Regions from separate parts of the Gossypium hirsutum genome. Here region 1 is linked to region 2. A link is a contact called in public Hi-C data. All regions are on one chromosome and are shown on one strand. Each heading gives the region's core, a stretch centred on a gene start, on an enhancer-like site or on the middle of the called end of the contact. The rest is flanking DNA. Distances are from core to core; before and after follow the strand shown. Region 1 has its middle 6.4 kb from the start of LOC121230375. Region 2 holds the start of LOC107962495.

The links. Hi-C and Micro-C count contacts between places; a contact is called where the count stands out from the background.
Region 1: a contact with region 2 is called in a Hi-C map of leaf, with 2.3 times the contacts expected there. The contact joins the enhancer-like site here to the promoter of LOC107962495 in region 2. A contact is called at or near these places in 11 of 34 Hi-C or Micro-C datasets (callus, fibers, hypocotyl and 2 more).

What each region holds. Positions count from the first base shown.
Region 1 is chrA06:6,930,908-6,937,381 of Gossypium_hirsutum_v2.1, reverse strand. No RefSeq gene overlaps it. Among protein-coding and RNA genes, the nearest start is that of LOC121230375, 6.4 kb to the right of the region's middle. Within about 2 kb of position 2,006, at least 6 of the 9 cell types and tissues checked have an H3K27ac peak or open chromatin away from gene starts, as enhancers often do. A contact at or near this core is called in fibers, hypocotyl and leaf, where this site is marked.
Region 2 is chrA06:6,878,188-6,884,304 of Gossypium_hirsutum_v2.1, reverse strand. It overlaps LOC107962495, which reads left to right and starts at 1,315. Exons shown (of 3, transcript XM_016898906.2): 1 at 1,315-2,364; 2 at 2,453-2,587; 3 at 3,909-4,351. The coding sequence starts at 2,541. The coding sequence ends at 4,152.

The DNA.
Region 1 (6,474 bases), core at 757-3,256, 52 kb before region 2:
ACTATATCCCAACCACTAGCTACAACTATGACCACGATAGAGACATTTATATTTTTTACTTTTAAAATTGTTATGTATACTATACTCACTTCAACAAATGGAGCAAAACAAATGAAATTAATTTTACGGGTTTTTATAAATAACTCATTAACTAGATATATGCTTAATTTAAAATACTCTTTTTAAAAAAAATCACAATATTATTGCTATCGAAATTCATTAAATGCATGAAAATTGAAAATGTCCTCTTTAGCAAGTCAATATCAACATAAAACGAATGGCCACCATGGATGCAAAAAATTTGAGACCATTTCTACATATGTTGTTGAAAGATTGAAGGAACTTCATCTAGGATAATGGGATTAGCTTCTCAGACTTCACAAAGCATGATAAAACCTTCTGTTGCCCAGTATACAAATCCACAGTTATCACATGATCTATTTATGGAACCGGCTTTTAGTGCACACATTGAGGTTTCTAATGGAGAATGCAAACATTGATATAAAACATATTTGTGGAAAGCCCTCAATCATGCCCAGTTCATTGCTACCACCATATCAAAGGATGGTTCAAGGCCCAATAGGAGTTCCATCTCCTGAACCAAGAAATGAAGGAGAATAAGAAAATGAGCAGTAGAGTCCCTTAGTGTTTGAACATCTTTTTAATGTTTTTGAACTATTATATTTTCTTTTTATTTTGGACATTATTTCTTGGGATGTTTTTATTTTAGTTTGGTTTGTAAGAACTGTGATTCGAACTTAAATTACTCTTAAAAAAATGAATACTTATTAATAAGTAGTAATTCAAGTTCAAAGTAGTTTTTATATATATATTGTGTTTCTCTTTTCTTTTTCTTTTTTTGTGTCATTATAGATCCACCCACTACGACCAAATTTAATTATTTAAGAACTGTGGAGGAAAGAGAGATTTTGTTATTCCTATTCTTTAAACGTTGAAGAAATAATTTATTTAGTTGATCAGAGAACTTTAGCTATAGTTAGAAACCAATAAAAATGAGAACTTAATTGATTGTATTTGTTTAGTAAGCATGCTATTATGCCAATGGAAAGAAGTAATTGATGCTACATAGTTGGAATGTGACTGGGACTGGGATGTTTTCACTTAGTATTTTTCTTTCTTACTTTATTTATGCATAAATTGTAATATATTGTGAGTAGCAAATTATTGAATATCTCTCGTCATGTTTGTAAAATCTGATAATTTATTACCCTTAAATATAGTAAATGGTTTCAATTGTGTGTGCAAGTACACACCTTAGTTATTGTAAGAGGGTGTAAGTAGTGTTGACTTGCAACCTTAACTTGCACCTAGACTATATTATGAAGTCGGGCTAATGTAAAATTTTAGGTTTAGATTCGGCATGACTTGAATAAATAGGTTTAAATTTTTGTATAAGCTCGGATCAAATAAAAATGTTAAACCCAAGTTTGACCCGATTGTATTAAAAAATTATATTATTTTTTATATAAAAATATTTTAAAAATATAATTCATCAAATACACTAAAAACATTAAAATAAAAATTTCCTAATAAATTGAAAATGCATTAAAAAAAGTTTTTGTACTTAAATAACACTAAGATAGTTGCAAATTAGCAAGGAAAAGCATCTAAAAATAGTAGTAAAATTAATAATAAAACAAGAGTTGTACAATATTCAAACAATAAAATAGTAGGAATATAATAGCAAAATAGTAGCAAAACAATATCAAAATGGCAGCAAAACAATAGTGAAAAATAAATTAGGGAAATTCAGGTCGGGCTTGAACCAAAAAAATCTTACCCGACGCTCGACCCATTTAGAAAACGGGCATTATTCTTTGTCCAAACCTATTTTTGAGACTATATTTTTGTCCAAACTCTCTCACTTTTGGGATGAATTTTCAGAATTGAGCCAGTGACCTGGCCCATGGTTAGATATACTTGAACTCTTATGAGAGGCGGAATATGGTTCTTATTTTGGAATGGACTTCATGCCCAAAATAGTGGGCCTAGGTGCCCAAGAAACGGCCTCATGGTGATTATGTGGGTCCTAAAACAGGCTTCTAAGCCCATCCTTGTTGAGCCAAGTTGAGGGCTTTGGTTTGGTCCGACCTAGCAATCGTGTCAAACACTTAAATGTCTTGATGTGGTTCGAAATTTTCTGTATCTAATTAAACGGATTTAATTCCATTTTACAGTCGATAATTGAAATAAATAATAATATTATGACCCAAAAATGTTAAAAAAATTGTAAAATTTATAATAAATGGGTCGAAACATTGCCACGGTTCACTAAACACATTAGGTTTTCTATACTGCGAGTACCAGAAATGGAGGCTGAGGAACAAGACTCGTCCACCCAGTTGACTTGAAAATGAAATCCGAATCACCCATTACAAAATTGCTGCTTAAAATGGACATGCTTCATATGCCTGTCTTCCATTCTCATATCCGTAATTGTTTTCGATTTGCTTTGCATGGTAATAAAAAATTTGAAAAAATTGTAAGAGATAGAGAAGAACAGCAAAAAACCATTACATCAAACACTCAAATTAAATCTGCATAAAAACCTTACAATTAGCTAACAATAAATTAATCACGGAAGATACTGGCTCCTCAAACCACAGTATATATTTTTGTTTTGGGAAGTATTCTTTTTAGATTTAATATAAAATAAAATAAATACCCTTGAATTAATATTTATTGCTTTATTAAAATAAATGCTTTTTTATTATATAACAACTGAGCTGAGACCTAATTATAAGTCACACCATCCCAATCAAAATGAAAATAATATTATTAAAAGTTACTACAATTTGTAGTCTATGTATGTATAAGTTGTGAAGAAACTTTTGAATCGGTAAAACATATTTTATTGTCCATTATATTATTAAATTGATATTAGACAATAATATTTTAGTATATTAACAAAAATAATATTAATTAAAAATATATTTATTAGATAAATTCATAATAATATTGAAATAAATTTTGTATTTATATTCATTTACACTTATTATTTTAGATTAAATATCAATCAATAGATGTTATAGTTATATACTAATTAAAATGAAGATTTAGCACTATAAATAAATACATTAACACCAAATAATTGTGCATTTTCATTCAAATAGCATTAAAGAAAATATCCGAAAAATCAATTTTTAGTTGTTTTGCTTCAATCATCAAAAAATGTTTGACTTCCATTTTAATTAATATGTTTGACTTTTATTATTATTTGATTATTGGTACTTTTATTATATCTATCAACTAATAGTTATTTATATAATGTAGATTAAATAGAGATTGCTAACATGGATAAATTAATTAAATCTCAAAAATAATTGAGTATATAGAATATCGATTGTCTTCTCTAAAAGTTTCAACAGTGTTATTAAAATATTGTTTGTCTACTGTTCTTTTACCCATCTCCTAAGGATAAAGTCAAATCATAGGACGTTGCTTCTTTCTCTTAATTTTCCAAAAGGACGCCCCTTTAGATTTTTGGCAGGTCGGGTGGAGATCTTAATTTCTCGATTTTTGTTAAGGAAAAGTGGTGCTTCCAGAGGAACATAGTTGAATCTCTGTATCATTTTACCTACAATATTAAAGACTGGAATTATTTAGTTTATGATCGTTTAGAGGTCTGTAAAACGAAATTGATGCAAAAATTGGCGAGTATCCAAAGGGCCTTAGAATAATCAGATTCTGCTTACTTAAGTCTTTTATAATTACAGCTTTAGGAGGATTTGGAAGATGTGTTTCACCATGAAGAGCTACTTTGGAAGCAGAAAGCAAGATGTGACTGGCTGCATTTTAGGGAAAATACTAAGTTCTTTCATTCCCGTACGATTCAGAGAAAGAAGCACAACATGATCTCAGCCTTAAAGAATGATACTGGTGATTGGTTGTTTGAAGATAAGGATCTCCAGGCTGAGGCAATTAAGTTCTTCCAGAAGTTGTATATTGAATTATCGGATAGCATAACTTTTTTGCTTTCTGATTCTTTTCTTAAACTTGATCTTAATAATGAACTTTTCTTGGGAAAAGCAATTTTAAATGAAGAGATTAAGACTGCACTGTTTGATATGGCACTGTTTGATAAAATTCCCCAAGTAAATTTTTAAGTCCAATAGTGTCTCTCTAGTCTAGTTAGTTAGAATGTCTATTAGAAAAAGTCCCTGTTTCAATCCTACGTTTTCATCTAGCGGTCAAAACTTCTCTTTCAGTGATTACTATAGAGATGATTATAATCACATACTCGTTTTACCTTGTTTGTTAATATAAGGCATTACCATTGTTATTTCAGCTTCTTTTTCTGTGTATATAAATAAACTGGTTAATAATAAAGTCCTGATAATAATATGATTATTCTTATAAAGGTCCTTAGTTAAGTATTATTGTGGGCTTGGACAATGACAATGCATTGAGACTAATGTGTAGTTGATTGATGACAAAGTGTTGTCATTGACATATGGATGTCAAAATCGATACATGAGTATGTGTTAAAAACCAACATACTGGATTGACTCGCTATGAGTATGGTTCTAAGATTACTATATAATAGTCACAACATTGCTCATAGTGATAACTATGTATATTATCCTCGGACTTGAGATCATCATTATCCCAACATAGTGAGTTGTATATTTTGACATAATCAAACGTCTACCATAACAGGTTATACTATAAAGACTAATGTTGGGTATGCCATAATCTATGTAGTGGGATATGATTGATCAAGATAGAATTTGTCCCTTGTAACACCCCGAAATAGGGTCTAGGAGTTTTTAGGGTAAAATGGAAATTTTAGCCTTAAAGTGTTCAGAATTTTGTGACATGGTACATCGTAAATGTTTTCAACTATAATTTTTAGAAAATTAAATCAATTTTTGAAAATGAGTTCTAAATACCTTTAATTTTCAAGAGTGTATTTATTTGTAAAAAGGTCAAAAGTTTGAGTTTTATAAAGAATTTAATCAAATTTTAAAATTCGCCATATATCTTCCTCAAACTAGATCTATTTTTACGTTATTCTTCTCCATCAATTGTTTGTGTCGTCCCTTTGTTCTCACAACTCTCCCAAAGTTCCAACTCTTCAAATTTGATTCCCAAATCATATTCTCATGATTTCCATCAACATTCAAGCCTTAAACCTCCATTAAATACCAAGAAAAACACTTAAAAATACCATAGTTTTCTCCATTGTCAAGCTTGTAAGTTTTTCAGGTTTTAGATCAAACGCTCGATTTTTTGTCGTCTAAGGTAACGATTCAAATCCTAAATAATTTTAATTAAGCTTGTGAGTTTCAAGTTTGTTAGTCGAAATGTCAATTTCATGAGGAATATAGCTTAAACTTGCATTTTGGTTGGTTTAAGTGAGTCTTTAGCTAAATGTTGATTGTGTTGTTGTGTGATTTACTTTGTTGAAGCGTTGGAATAGGTAAAACCTTCTACGAGTAGAGATAAAGGCAAGGAATAACTAGTTTGAGCTTTCAACTTTTTCGGCGAAAGCATAATTGGTGAGTGTTTGGAATAATTTCTTGTAGATATGATTCAAAGCATTATTTGAGAATTTAGTTGTAGCATAAGTCCCTACTCTAAATTCCGAGTGTAAGCTTTCTATTTCTCTTGTTTTATTTTTGGTTATTTATGTGATTATGATAATATTTATGGATTGATTATTATGATGCGATATTGTGATATGAGACATGTGTGATGACTATTGTGAATTGTATTGTGTTGTGGGCATGTTAAATATGTCGAATAATAGTGATGATGTTGTTTTAACAAAATAAATATGTAATGAAAGTGTGTGGAAACCTGTAAGTACGTATGTGTTGAATTATGAAATGTGATGCTAATGTAACAGGTTATGAATGTGATAAATTAATTTTAATACACTCATATATGGTTGGATACGTGATGGCTCAATGAGCTTTATTGTGGCACTTTAAATGCAATTAAATGTGAATCTGACAAGCATGCATTGTATACAAGTTGTGATGTGAATTGATAAATATGAACAGAGATGATGTGCATTAAATCAGTAATTAAAATTGTGTAATTGTGGATATTTTGGCCTTATGACCTTATGAGATCGTTGGATATAGTTGGCATGCCAAAGGATTATGAGTACTCATCTATATGTGTTTTGTGATTTGGGCGTTGAGGCCTTGAGACATGTTGGAGAGATAAAGGAATGTAAGATATGTTCCATTCAATGGGACATGTTTGGTGTGTTGGAGAGTGATAGCTTTATACTTCACTTTTGGGACATGATTGACTCTATGAGTCTATGTGATGTGTTGGAGATCCGTGTATCTGATGAGTGATGATAGAGCTCACTTTTACGTTTCATAACTCAAGTGTCAATTTATCTATAAAGATGTTTGAGTATTGTGATATATGTTTAAATGTGAATATGTTTACCATGTAAAAGAACTAGAAAATAATGCACAAGTAAGTATAAAC
Region 2 (6,117 bases), core at 66-2,565:
TATAATTTTTTAGGTTTGTTTACATTCATTTGTGTAGGTGCGGCACTTGTTTAACATTTAAGTTATATAATTTATATAGGGATACATTTACATTACTTTATAATTCATTAATATTTTTATAATTGAATCCTTAAATATGTTGGCATAACTGTACTTGTTACGTATATAAATTTTTGAATTAGTTTAATATTTTGAGCAAAGCAGACTTATTGATTGAATTGTGTCCATTCATGTCCGAAACCAATGTTTAATTTGTAGATTTACTGTGTTAGTAAAATATGTGCGTGTATGAGTTTGAACTTATATTGTATAAAAATATATTTATTATAGATGAAAGTTTTTTTTTATATAAAATAAATTAGGAGTGAGCATTTGGTCGAATCGAATCGAATATCGAATCGAATGAAAAAATTTCGAGTTAATTGAGTTTTTGAATCCTATTTCATCGTCCTAACTCGATTTAAAATTTTTATGAATTGAGTCGAGTGAGATGGAATTTGAATCGAATCGAATATATTTATTCGAGTTAAATTTAAGAAATGACATTGGTGTAGTTTATTTTCATACAATTTAAAAAATATATTTTTCTTTAAAAATTTCTTCCTGAATTCATCATTATAGGGATTTTAATTTGAGGGGTTTGAATGAACTAACCAAGAAGAAGAAGAAGAATGAATGATTTAATTTAAGGGTTTTTTTAAGAAGAAGAAAAGAATTGATTTGGAAATTAATTTAGGGTTTTTTTTTTAAGAAAAAAATTTGGTATTTGAGAATTGGGAGTTTCAAGTTTGAATTGGAGAAGAAAATGGACAATAAAATCTTTGACTTTTGGGGAAATTGGGATGGTGGAGCTGGCCAAGCTTTGGGAAATTGGGAAAATGACATACGGGCTTTTTTTTTTGGGGGGGGGGTTGGGGGGTGGGAATAGGGTGGGTTTGGGATTTGAGGGAAATGAGCATTGTAAAAGGATTTGGGCTTGGGGATTGGGGAGTGGGGAATATAATTTAAAATTTTAAATTATATAGTTTGTATTTGATTTATTTAAATTATTTGAATTTAAAAATTTAATTTAATTTAAATTTAAAATTTTAAAAAATTCAAGTTAATTCGATTAATTCGGTAATAAATTTTTTTTTAAAATTTTTAAATAATTAAAATTTTTTATTTTATGTTAAATAATTTATATGAATAAAATATGACCATTACATCATTAAAAATAATAATAGTATAAAATAATACAAATGAATGTAATTTTACACGTGTGTAAGTAAAATTTTCCCATATAAATTCTTCCCCACTCAATCTAAACAACGTGACCTTTTCGCCTTCCTTGGTTGCTTCCGGCGTGGTCCCTGTTTGGTTGACCGTTGCTAACCTTGCCTAAAACAAACCTCACATCTCATCCTCTCTTCTGTAAGCCCACCTTTCTTTTTCCGTTTTCCTCAAGTTTTTCTAGCGTTTCTGTAGTAATAACGATGGCTTTGGGCATTTCTGGTGGCTCCCTCTGTATGGGGGGTCTCTCAAGTCGTTGTACTCGTTTTTGGCTCCACCTTCGGTGGTGGTTTTCTGGAGTTGCCCACGTTTAGTGGAATAGGCTAGCAGAACGAGTCCATTATAATGGAGGCTAGGGCATAATGAGGCTCTACGCATCATGGCAGCTACTCCACCCTGATGGTTAAACACAAACGTATACCAGTGAGGGTTTCTGCCTTTGCTTTCTTTGAATAGACAATGACGGCTTGTTTCATGTGGAGTATGCTACAGGATTTGGTTTGTTGGCCTTTGGGTCTTGACTTTTTCCGTCTATACGGTTTGTATCAGACTTTATGTTATGTATGTTTTACATATGTTATCTTGTACTGAATGTACATTTGCTCCAGGCTTGATCATGATTTACTTTCCTTTTCTTTGTACCACATCCAAAAAAAATCTAAACAAACGTGAATAAATTTTCTTTGTTCCCCGTTCATTTTTTTTATTTTCCTCGTGATGCATGATTTTCATATATATATGTTTGTGTATTCAAATCAGACGGCGCTGGTGATGATTGATGACTAAAATCAAACATTCATATCATCACTAGGTCAGAAAGTTTCTTATTTGGTACGGCCAGAGAAAGATCGAAACCCAAAAAAAAAGAACACCTTTAAACGAGCACGCAGGCTTATCCTTGGAATAACCTACTGTATCGGGCAATGGACATTGATGATAAAGAAATGAACTTTTGGCCCATTAGAGGCCCGTTAAAATTTCACCTCAAAAATACCTGGAAAAAAAAAAAAAAAAGAACCCGTCTTTCTCTTTGTTTGTTGGCAACAAGAGAAAACAAAGTAGTCCTCTTATCAGCCCTTTCTCAAATTTCAGGTTGGCTTCAAATCATTCATACTTTGATGGGTTAATATTGTTTTTAAGTAATTTTCTTTTACATAATCGGGAGTTGCTGGTTTCTCAGGTTTTAGGGCTTTCGTTTTAGCTGATATAAAGTTCATTTTTTGGGGGGCTTTACGTGTGTCAAAATCAAATAGTTAGGAAAGAAGGAAATGGGTGGGCAAGAAGTTAAGCAGCTTGAAGAATGCTCAGTTTCCAAGTTAGTTCTCTCCTTTGATTGTTCCTCTAAATTTTACATTCTTGTTAATCTATTCAACCTTGTTAGGTTTAGGGTATCAATTTGTGCTTCTATAGTATAAAATGATTCTTGTTATTTACTTATAGTTTGGTTTGAATTGTCTTCAATAAAGAATTTGACTAGTTTAGAGTTGCACTGGCCAAGAAATTGGGATTTATGTGAACCTCTCTATCAATGGCTCTAACCCTGGTTTTAGCAAGATTCAAGAGCAAGGATGTGCAATATGCTAACTGCTGATTCCCGGTCGGGGGTTTTGTCTTTCTATTCTACGGAGAGCCTTGACAGGTTCACAATATGAGGAGTGCCTGAACAGGCAAAAACATGACAAACTAAAGAGTTTGCGCATGGTCTGACTTGAGCTCATGCCTTTGAATAACCAAAAATGATTGTCTTTCAACTGCTCCTTACCCAAGAACACCATGCTTGCTTGTGCCCACCACTAGAGTTACAGCAATATAGTTCTTTGCTTCTCTATTCAATACTTTTTGTGTCAATCTACCTTTGCAAATCTGGCATTCATGATCAACCTGAAACCTGAGCATCAAAAATCCGATTCTAATCGATCATGTGCTGGACTCTTAAGTCTAGTGATCAGATCAAACCCTCAAACCTGAAGTATAATGAACCAACCTTCTTTACTGAACGTAGGCCTTCATATGCTTCTAAATAAGATTCTAAATTACAACTTTTCTTCTAAAGCATAATGTACAATGAGATTTCAAATTAGGGCACAAAAACTGTTATTAAGAAACCTTTTACAACCCTTGAAATTCTCTGGAAAGTAATGAAATGCATTTAGCTGAACTATGGGAAACATGAACAACAAGATCTTTAGGTTCTGCAACTTTTACAAGAGCCCAATTAAGCACCTGCGTAAAGAAAGCAATATATTTATTGAATTCACTATGACAGCTTATGGTGTTTTGGAGTAATTTGCAACTCATTGAATTGAACCATTGCTGATGATGTATGATTGCATGCACCTGTGTAAAGATAGCGATATGTATATTGAATTCCGGTTGCAGCCCTTTTTAAACCGATCCACTCGCCAACCATTTTGGATTTTTCTGTATATAGTATTTAACCTGTAATATGTGTCCGGATGAACAATGAACATACTACAATCCAGTACATCGAGTTTCATCATCTATTTCCCTTCATGAAGTGAATCTCAATCTTCTCAGCAAGGTGGCTTGATCTTCAGATTTATTTCCTTTGGCTATATGTTTGCCATTACATTAGATGTATTGTGACGAGTGTAACTGTTGTGGAATATCTGCAGTGCATTGGGGACATGGGTGTTTTCAGTAGCAGGGGCTTTGCTAGCAATTCCGGTGGGGATAAAGCGGAAATCTTTAGCACCCCTTGTGTTCTTTGGCACAACTGGTACAATGCTCGATATCATTATGGGAATCAGTGCTTGCGAAAGGGAGCATGCAGAACGCCAGATGAAGCTATTAGAAGCCCAGAATTCCACAGCCGATGATTCATCATTTTCCGAGACGGGATCAGACTCGCATTCCTAAAATCTTAGGAAGGTCATTTACATTCAGTATCTTTGAGTGTTGCTTTCAAGCTGCCCTTCAAACTTTTCTTGGCTGTAAACAAGACGAAAATCGATTGCTGTTCTGGGTTGGTGGGTTTTCTCTATGATCTTCCTTTTTGTTTATGCTCTTTGTCAATGAACCATTACAGTTGAATAAGAAGGTGGCAGTTTGTGTTGAATTTGGTAAGTTGATTTGGGTTTTTTGGCAGAGGTTCAGATAGATATGATAAAGAGCTTGAAAGCGAGCTCAAAGAGTTCCACCATTATTTCGAGCATTAAACTCCAACCATAAAAATGAAATTAATCACCCAACTATGAACGTGATTTTGATTGTGATCTAACTGCAGAAACTTAATTTCTTGACTAACAGAGAGAAAATGATGATGTGATTTTTTAAATTGGTACAATTACACTTTTGGTCTTCAATATTTATAAGTTTTATCATTTTAGTCTTAATTCTAAATAATTCAACAAATTTAATCTTCTACATTTGTAAATTCTATTAATTTAGTCTTTAAATGCATTCTTTTGGTTATACAGCAAATCTAACCAATCAAAAATGATATCGGCAAAAAATAATCAACTTTTAGGATACTTTTATTTTAGTCACCGAACCCTTTAAAAATTGTCAAGTTGTACTTGTTTATCCCTTGCCGAAAGCTCAATTTTTTTTTCAATATTGAAATTTTAAATTTCAAAACATCAAAATCAATTAAATAAGTTATTAAAAAAAATTATCTCTTGATAATGTGAATCGATTTGTTTTCATAATATTGAAATTAATTAAATTAATTAATTTAGTATCCTTTAAATCTTGAAATTTTATTTTATATTTCCAATTTAAAATCAACTCAAATAAATCATCTTTAATAATTTTATATGAAACCCAAATTTCTTTAGATTATATGACCTCAAGTCTTTCATACTAAGCTAAAAGCAAAGAAAGATCCTTATAATTAATTTAATTAATTAATTTTATATTCCATGTCAAACAAAATCCATAACTTTTTCATCACTTCTTTACCCAAATGAAGAACTTGCCATTAATTTAATTAATTGTAATATTTTTCTTTGATTTTATCTTAGTATGGAAGATTGGAGATTATATAATCAAAATAAATTTAAATTTTGCAAGCAATTGTTAAATATGAGTTATCGAGTTGATTTTATTAAGAATAATATGGAAATATAAAATAAAATTTTAAAATTTAGAAGGAAATTAAATTTAATAACTTCAATATTACAATAACAAATCAATTAATATTATCAAGGGATAATTCTTTTTAACAATTTATTTACTTGATTTGTATGTTTTGAAATTTAAATTTTTAATATTAAAAAAATTAGAATTTTCTATAATGTGGTATACAAATACAATTTGACAATTTTCAATGTTTTATTTTAGTTTCTATTATTTTTTAATTTTAATCCCTAATTTTTTTACCCCAATCAATATTTTAGAAGAATGATTTTTTGTGGGTGACCAAAATGAAAGCGACTTAGAAGTTGGGTGACCAAAATGAAAGTGTGAACATAATGTAGTGTGTGCAGTTAACCACCATTAGAGATTTAATAGTTGGGTGACTAAAATGAAATCGTCTTAAAAGTTGAGTGACGAAATTGTAAGGATTTCATTTTGGGTGACCAAAATAAAAACACCTTAAAAGTTGAGTGACCAACTAAGCAATTTACCCTAATTATAAAAAACCAAGGAAAAATAATGGATTTTAGTAAAACATAAAGAAAAAAAAAAGGTTAGGTGTAAAAAGAAGAAGGTTATGAATTATGGTAAGGAGATGAGAAAATTTAGGTGAAAACAACCAAGAAGATGAGAAATCCAAATAGCTTTTGGGGCTAAATAATTTTTTGTAGTTATGGAGGTTTTAATTTGTTCGACTAGCTAGAATTAACACCCAAATTGAGAGGATGTATAAGTGTTATTGTA